2 separate regions of the Capsicum annuum genome follow, and region 2 is linked to region 1. The links are chromatin contacts, called in public Hi-C maps. All regions are on one chromosome and are shown on one strand. The core of a region is the stretch at or near the end of the contact, and the rest is flanking DNA. Distances in the headings are between cores, read along the strand shown.

Region 1 (3,146 bases), core at 288-2,787:
ATGTCCTGAAAATTATTTAGAGAATAATTAATTAGTGCTAAGATTAAAACATATTTTTTTAAAATTCTTTTTTTGATAGACCAAAAGTGATAAGTAAATGAAAACTCAACGCATTTCGAGGAGAACCGGCTAGCTCTGAATGTGGGTGACATTTAGAGTGTGTTTGGTATGATGGAAATTTTTTTCCTATTTTTCCTTGTTTGGTTGTAATAAAATGTTTGGAAAACATTTTCCACAAAAACTCATTTTCCTCAATTTGAGGGAAAATGACTTCCCTCATGGCAAGGAAAGTCATTTTCTAGAAAATGATAAATGTGACTTATGACTCTACCCCCACTCCTCTTTCCCACCCCAACAACACTCATATTCACATATTAAAAAAATTCATATTTCTCAAAAATTTACATTACTCAAAAATATTTTTTATTATGCTTTGCTTCAACTTTTCATTACTTAAAATAAAAAATAGTGAAACCCGAATTTTTTTCATTTTCAATGTTTATTGAATGTATTGTTATTTTCATATGCATAGATGAAGACTTGCCTATGTTACTTTTGCTAATTGCATATTTCATTTTGTCATCGATGTAACTTGTTTCACGAGGTTGAATAAGATTGTCGTTCCGTTATATTTCTATTGATTGTAGTATCTTGAGAGTGTTTAGACGAAATATTGAAAAGTGTCTCATATATTTGTAAATTAATAGTTGCTTAAATTTAGTGATTGTAATATTTTAGTATTCAATATTGATATTATTTGCTATGCTTAAATTAGTTCGAGGCACTGATATACTAGTTAATAGTTAGTAGTATTTTCTAAAAAAATATTTTTTCACTCACCAATCAAACACTAGAAAATATTTTTCTAAAAAATAGTCTCTACTCACCAACCAAACACCATAAAATATTTTTCGAATAATATTTTTTCACTCACCAACCAAACATGAAAAAATAAGTAGAAAATCAACTTATTTTTCAGAGAAACATTTTTCGAAAAATATTTTCTATCATACCAAACATACCCTTCATTGCACAATTTTCTGAAATGTAGACAGTAGTCATGATCGATTCGATAGAAAAGAAGGAATAATCTGTATTTTTCCGTTGAAAATTTCCAAAAAAAAAAAATCATTACATATTCCTCTGATTCTTTATAAAGAATATTCAGTCCCACGTTTTAAAAATAAGTGACAAATAAATATGAACACAAAAAATACTTTTTCTATTTTAATTTATTTGACATATTTTAATTTAATATAAAATTTTAAAAGTAAAGGATATATTTTATTATTTTAAACTAAAAATATGCTAAATATAGAGCATATGAAAAGTTGAAATGAAAATATTATTTTTCTTGAAACGGACTAAAAAAAATTTTGTAAAGTAAATTGAAACGGATTAAAAAGAAATTTGTAAAATAAATTCAAAAGGCGCGATTATTAGTATATAAGTTTGCAGTACAAGAAAATCCAGTACAGATTATTGAAGGTTATTTAAGTCATTTTACATGTCTGCATCCTCTTACAAATTCGCTGTCGTTCCCACTTTCCCTCTCCTCGTTCAACCCACAGATTTTTCATTTTTCCATTTTCCTTCCCTTGTTTTTTTTTTTTTTTTTTTCCTCTTTCTATGCGTGTTTATTATACAAATCTCTACATAGAAGTAGAACCCCATATATCTCTTTTTCTCCGGTAAATAAATAAATCCTATACATATACATACATAATATATATATCGCCGGAGAAAGTATGCGGGACGTACAGTTGACGGTGCCCGGAAAGAAGTCGCCGTCGGCGAGAGCGGCGGCGATGGAGGATGTTGATTTGGATGGTGTAGGAGAGGAAGTGAGGCTTTTAGATTCGTATGATGAAGAGAATTTGGAGAAGAATTTGAGGAGAATTGAGGTAAGAGTTACGGGGATGACATGTGCAGCTTGTTCAACATCAGTAGAAGGAGCTTTGATGGATGTTAATGGTGTTGTTAAAGCTTCTGTTGCTTTGCTTCAGAATAAGGCTGATGTTCTCTTCGATCCTACCTTGGTCAAGGTTCAGTACCTTCTTCTTCTTCTTTTTTCGTGGAGCTGGTTTTAGTTGAATTTTGATTTTGTTGAGGTTTTTGAGCTATTTGGTTAAGTGGGTTGGTCTTTGTTTGGTGAAATTTTAGTTGTACTTCTTAGTTTCTGTATAATCCTTGGGGTTTTGATGATTTTGGGAGTTTTCTGAATTTTGGATTTCGATGTTTTTAGTTATTTGGGATAATTGGGTTAGTCTTCATTGATGAAATTTTAGTTTTACTTCTTAGTTTATGTATAATCTTGGGGTTTAGGTGGACAGAGTTACCTGGTACCTGTTGTGTACGTGTTGCTCTTGAAAGCGGAAACTGGCCAGACACCGCGGTTATCCAAAAAAAATGTTCTTGGAGTTTTGATGATTTTGGAAGTTTTACTGAATTTTGGATTATGCCGTTTTTAGCTGTTTGGGATAATTGGGTTGGCCTTCATTTGATGAAACTTTTGTTATACTTCTTAGTTTCAATATAATCTTGGGGTTTTAGACTTTGGAAGTTAGGATTAATTTTAATTATACTGTTTTTTTAGCTGTCTGGGATAAATGGGTTGGCCTTCATTTGCTGAAATTTTTATTTTTATTTCTTAGTTTCTATATAATCTAGGGGTTTTGATGATCTTGGAAGTTTTGCCGAATTTGGATAATGATATTTTTAGCTGTTCGGGATAATTGGGTTGGTGCTACTGCTTGATATTTGTCTACTTTTGTTTGGGTGTTAAGGAATTTTAGTTGTATCTTAGTGATGTTGGATTGTTGGTCTGCTTGCCTTTCTAAAGAACTTCATGTCCCAAACGATATCCAGGTTATAATGATGATTTCTTTTAGCTCTTTTTGTTTTCTGGGTTTGGATATTTTGGACATGATTAGTCTACCTAACTTTTATTATATTTTATTTAATTTTACACCTTAAAGCGGATCTAAATTCATCTGCTTTCAAATTCGTCGCTCTTTTTCTTTTTTGGGGGAAAATTTGCTCCGGTGTGCTTGTTTTGCTGGATGGTATTAAGCTATGTTTCATGGACTCAAGATGAAATTGTGAATAATGCTTTGAAATCGAAATGGATATGTCCAATTCTTAGG
Region 2 (3,146 bases), core at 226-2,725, 38 kb before region 1:
ATTGGACTCACCCACTTGAAGTTGAAGATATGAATTGGAGATGTCATTAATTTGGACAATTTCCAAATTGGGAGTACAATTGTAGTACAAGAAAGACAGCAGCAGCAAGGCAGGTCAAACATGGACATTCCAACCTACCTTAAAAGCCATGACTTCTGGAAGTAGTAAACTCCAATTAATTAGAAGATAAACAAAAGGAGTTAAATTTAATTCAATTTTATTTCATTCAACTTATATGTATTGAGATAATATACGAAAATAGTTATAGGATATTGTTTGCTTTATTTTTAGCCAACTTCCTTTACTTAGTATGAATACGCTAATCTTAATCTATATCTATGAATAGATGGTTTGGCAACATAAATTCATTTTTATGGTATTTAAATATGAAATGTAACTAATGAGGAGATATCAAAAATAACAAATTCATAACAATGCACTCACATTAATTAAGAAGGTGATATCGATCCTTCATTATATCTTCTTTATTTATAAAATATTAAAATGGCACTAAAGCAATACGTGAATTTTGAATAAATAAGATAGTCAATTAATTAACTGAGTATATAAATGAGTAATCTTATAGCGTTTCGAATATCTTAATTATGAGTTCCAACTTATTAATCTCACATGACTTGATTTGAGGATTCAAAGTACTTTGTTGATATAAAGAATGTACATGGTAGGAAAAAAGAAAAAGAAAAAAGTTATTCAAAAATGAGTAATTTGTGTGTAATTGATTATTATGATGGTATTAAATAGGTTGACTTTAATTACAATTATAGATTAAATATAATTTACAAAATTATACATCCAAATTATTTTCCTCAGGGCATCTCCAACTCAAAACTCTATTTTATCTCCAACCCACAACTCTATTTTTTATTCTAATTTTTTTTTAATCACTCTTTAATATTATTTTTATTTTATTATTTTATAAAATAATTTTTTTTTATAAAACTGCCCTTTAAAATTCATATTTCTTTTTAATATCTTTATGTAATATAAAATTATTTTTTTATCCCAGATTTTTAATAACAAAAATTGCAAGTAATATTATATATTGTACATATTAATGTACAATTATATTATGTATTATATTTTAAACAAATTCATGTTGCATCTGGTATTTCGTGCTCTAATTCAATTACTCATTTTATATGTGCATTTTTTATTTTTGTGATGATTATTTTTACCATACGACTATAAATTATAACTAACTTATATCTTAAACAAAAAAATGATATGCATAAATTAATTTAATAAAATGAAAAAATAATTAAAAATATTATGACATTAATTAATTGTCTTGTATACGACATAGTAAGCCCTATAAGACGTTGAAGTATATATATATAATATATATATTCTGATTATCAAAAATAAAGAAAAAGTAACGCAGAAAGGTCAAGGCTTTCGACACCTGCCGTCTGCCATGACCAAAATGAGACACGCCGCAACAGGGCGATGTAAACTATTCAACTATGGCATGTACGGAATTTCCAAAATACCCTTCCTTCTTCTAGGCAATTTAAGATGATAATAATATGGGACCCAAAATAAAACACTAGAGATCAAGTCACCAAAATTAGAAAGCCACTTCGGCAAACGAGGATCATGTGGATATAGGGATTAATGATTTTCCTTTTTTAAAGAAGAAAAAGAACTCAAGTACTAGTACATGTTTGTTAGCATTAGTTTATAATGGCCATGTTTAGATTCATTTACATGTACTTTTATCATTTCATAAAGTATTAATCACATTTCACATGACCAATAATCATACAACTTTGTCAATTTGATTTTGAGATACAAAAGGTCGTCTAATTTATTTTTTTCTTTTAAGAAAAACTTTACTGAAATTTAAATAGATATTTATAAATTTACATCCACTTAATTAACTATTACACTACACACTTTTGTGTTACTATACTATTGCTTGATTTTATTTCCAATAGTAGTCTTCGTTTTTCAAAAGTAAAAGGAGATTCTTTTACACATTCCTAGTTTTCAAAAGAGTCACACCTAGACTATGAAAAAGTGAAATTATTTCCTCCCCGCGGTACTCATGCCCAAGTTCAATGAGTGGAGTGTACTCCACTCGCTCCATGTCACTTTCCAGATCACTTTCCACGTCAAAAATAATTTTAAATATTATTTTTAAACAAAAATTTTCAAGTCATCTTCCTTACCCCATTTATCTCTCCCTTCACTTCTAAAAGGGAACTTCACCAACAAATAAATACAGTAATAGAGCATCAAGCAAATCAAGATTCAAAGGCTTCTCAATAAGGATGGATCGTGAGATAGATAGCGGCAAAGAAAAAAGTGAAGGTCGCCCGAATTTTATTTTCCGACGAAAGTAAAAGTTTTGGATCGATACTTTTAAATTTTGGGATGAAATTACAAGGAGAAAGATTTGAGGAAGGTGTTTTTCTATGTGCTTTGGAGGTCGAAGAAATTTCGTTATACCGTGAACTTTTTAATAGAATTTTTCGGCAAAAATGCGATGAGTTTGGAGTGTATGAAGTCCACCATTCATGTGAAGGAATTTAACACCGGCAAAAATATGATGTAGTGATCTTGATTGCCGTGGTTAGTGCATCTGGAGTTTTGTTTTATCCTTACGTGAATCTTGTGGTGCACCAACTGTTTGTATTTTTCAGAGAAGTGGCTTATGTGTTGAAAGATGAAATTTTGCAGTGGAAAGTGCGGAAAGAGGAAGACAAAAAGGAAAGGGGAAGTTTCATTGCCAATTGTATGACATCATTAGAATTTAATAGTGTTGCAGGTGGGAATATGTGGTGATTTTTGTAACTTTGAATGTTAACAATGGTGATATTGTGATTCCGATGGCAATTTTAGTAGCGGATATTGAATTTTATGGTGGTTGTTTGTGATACTAATGGTTGTATTGTGATTTCGATAATGAAATTTATGGTGGATTCTTAAAATTATTGTGGTGAAGATTTGAGTTTGATGATGATGGTGTCAATGGTGGTGTTGTAATGGTGATATTGGTGAAGAAGAAGCAATTGAAGAAGACAGAACCCATATATTAAAATGAACAAATAAAAAAAATTAATTTTATTAATATTTTTTTCAATTGAAAAAATAAAAATATTTAATTTTATTAACATTTAGTT

Evidence for each region. Hi-C and Micro-C count contacts between places; a contact is called where the count stands out from the background.
Region 2: a contact with region 1 is called in a Hi-C map of placenta, with 2.1 times the contacts expected there. The contact joins the enhancer-like site here to the promoter of LOC107858897 in region 1. A contact is called at or near these places in 3 of 5 Hi-C or Micro-C datasets (bud, leaf and placenta).

Annotation. Positions count from the first base shown.
Region 1 is chr2:105,552,288-105,555,433 of UCD10Xv1.1, reverse strand. It overlaps LOC107858897 (copper-transporting ATPase RAN1), which reads left to right and starts at 1,537. Exons shown (of 9, transcript XM_016703701.2): 1 at 1,537-2,045. The coding sequence starts at 1,749.
Region 2 is chr2:105,590,625-105,593,770 of UCD10Xv1.1, reverse strand. No RefSeq gene overlaps it. Among protein-coding and RNA genes, the nearest start is that of LOC107858898, 31 kb to the left of the region's middle. Within about 2 kb of position 1,475, at least 1 of the 5 cell types and tissues checked has an H3K27ac peak or open chromatin away from gene starts, as enhancers often do.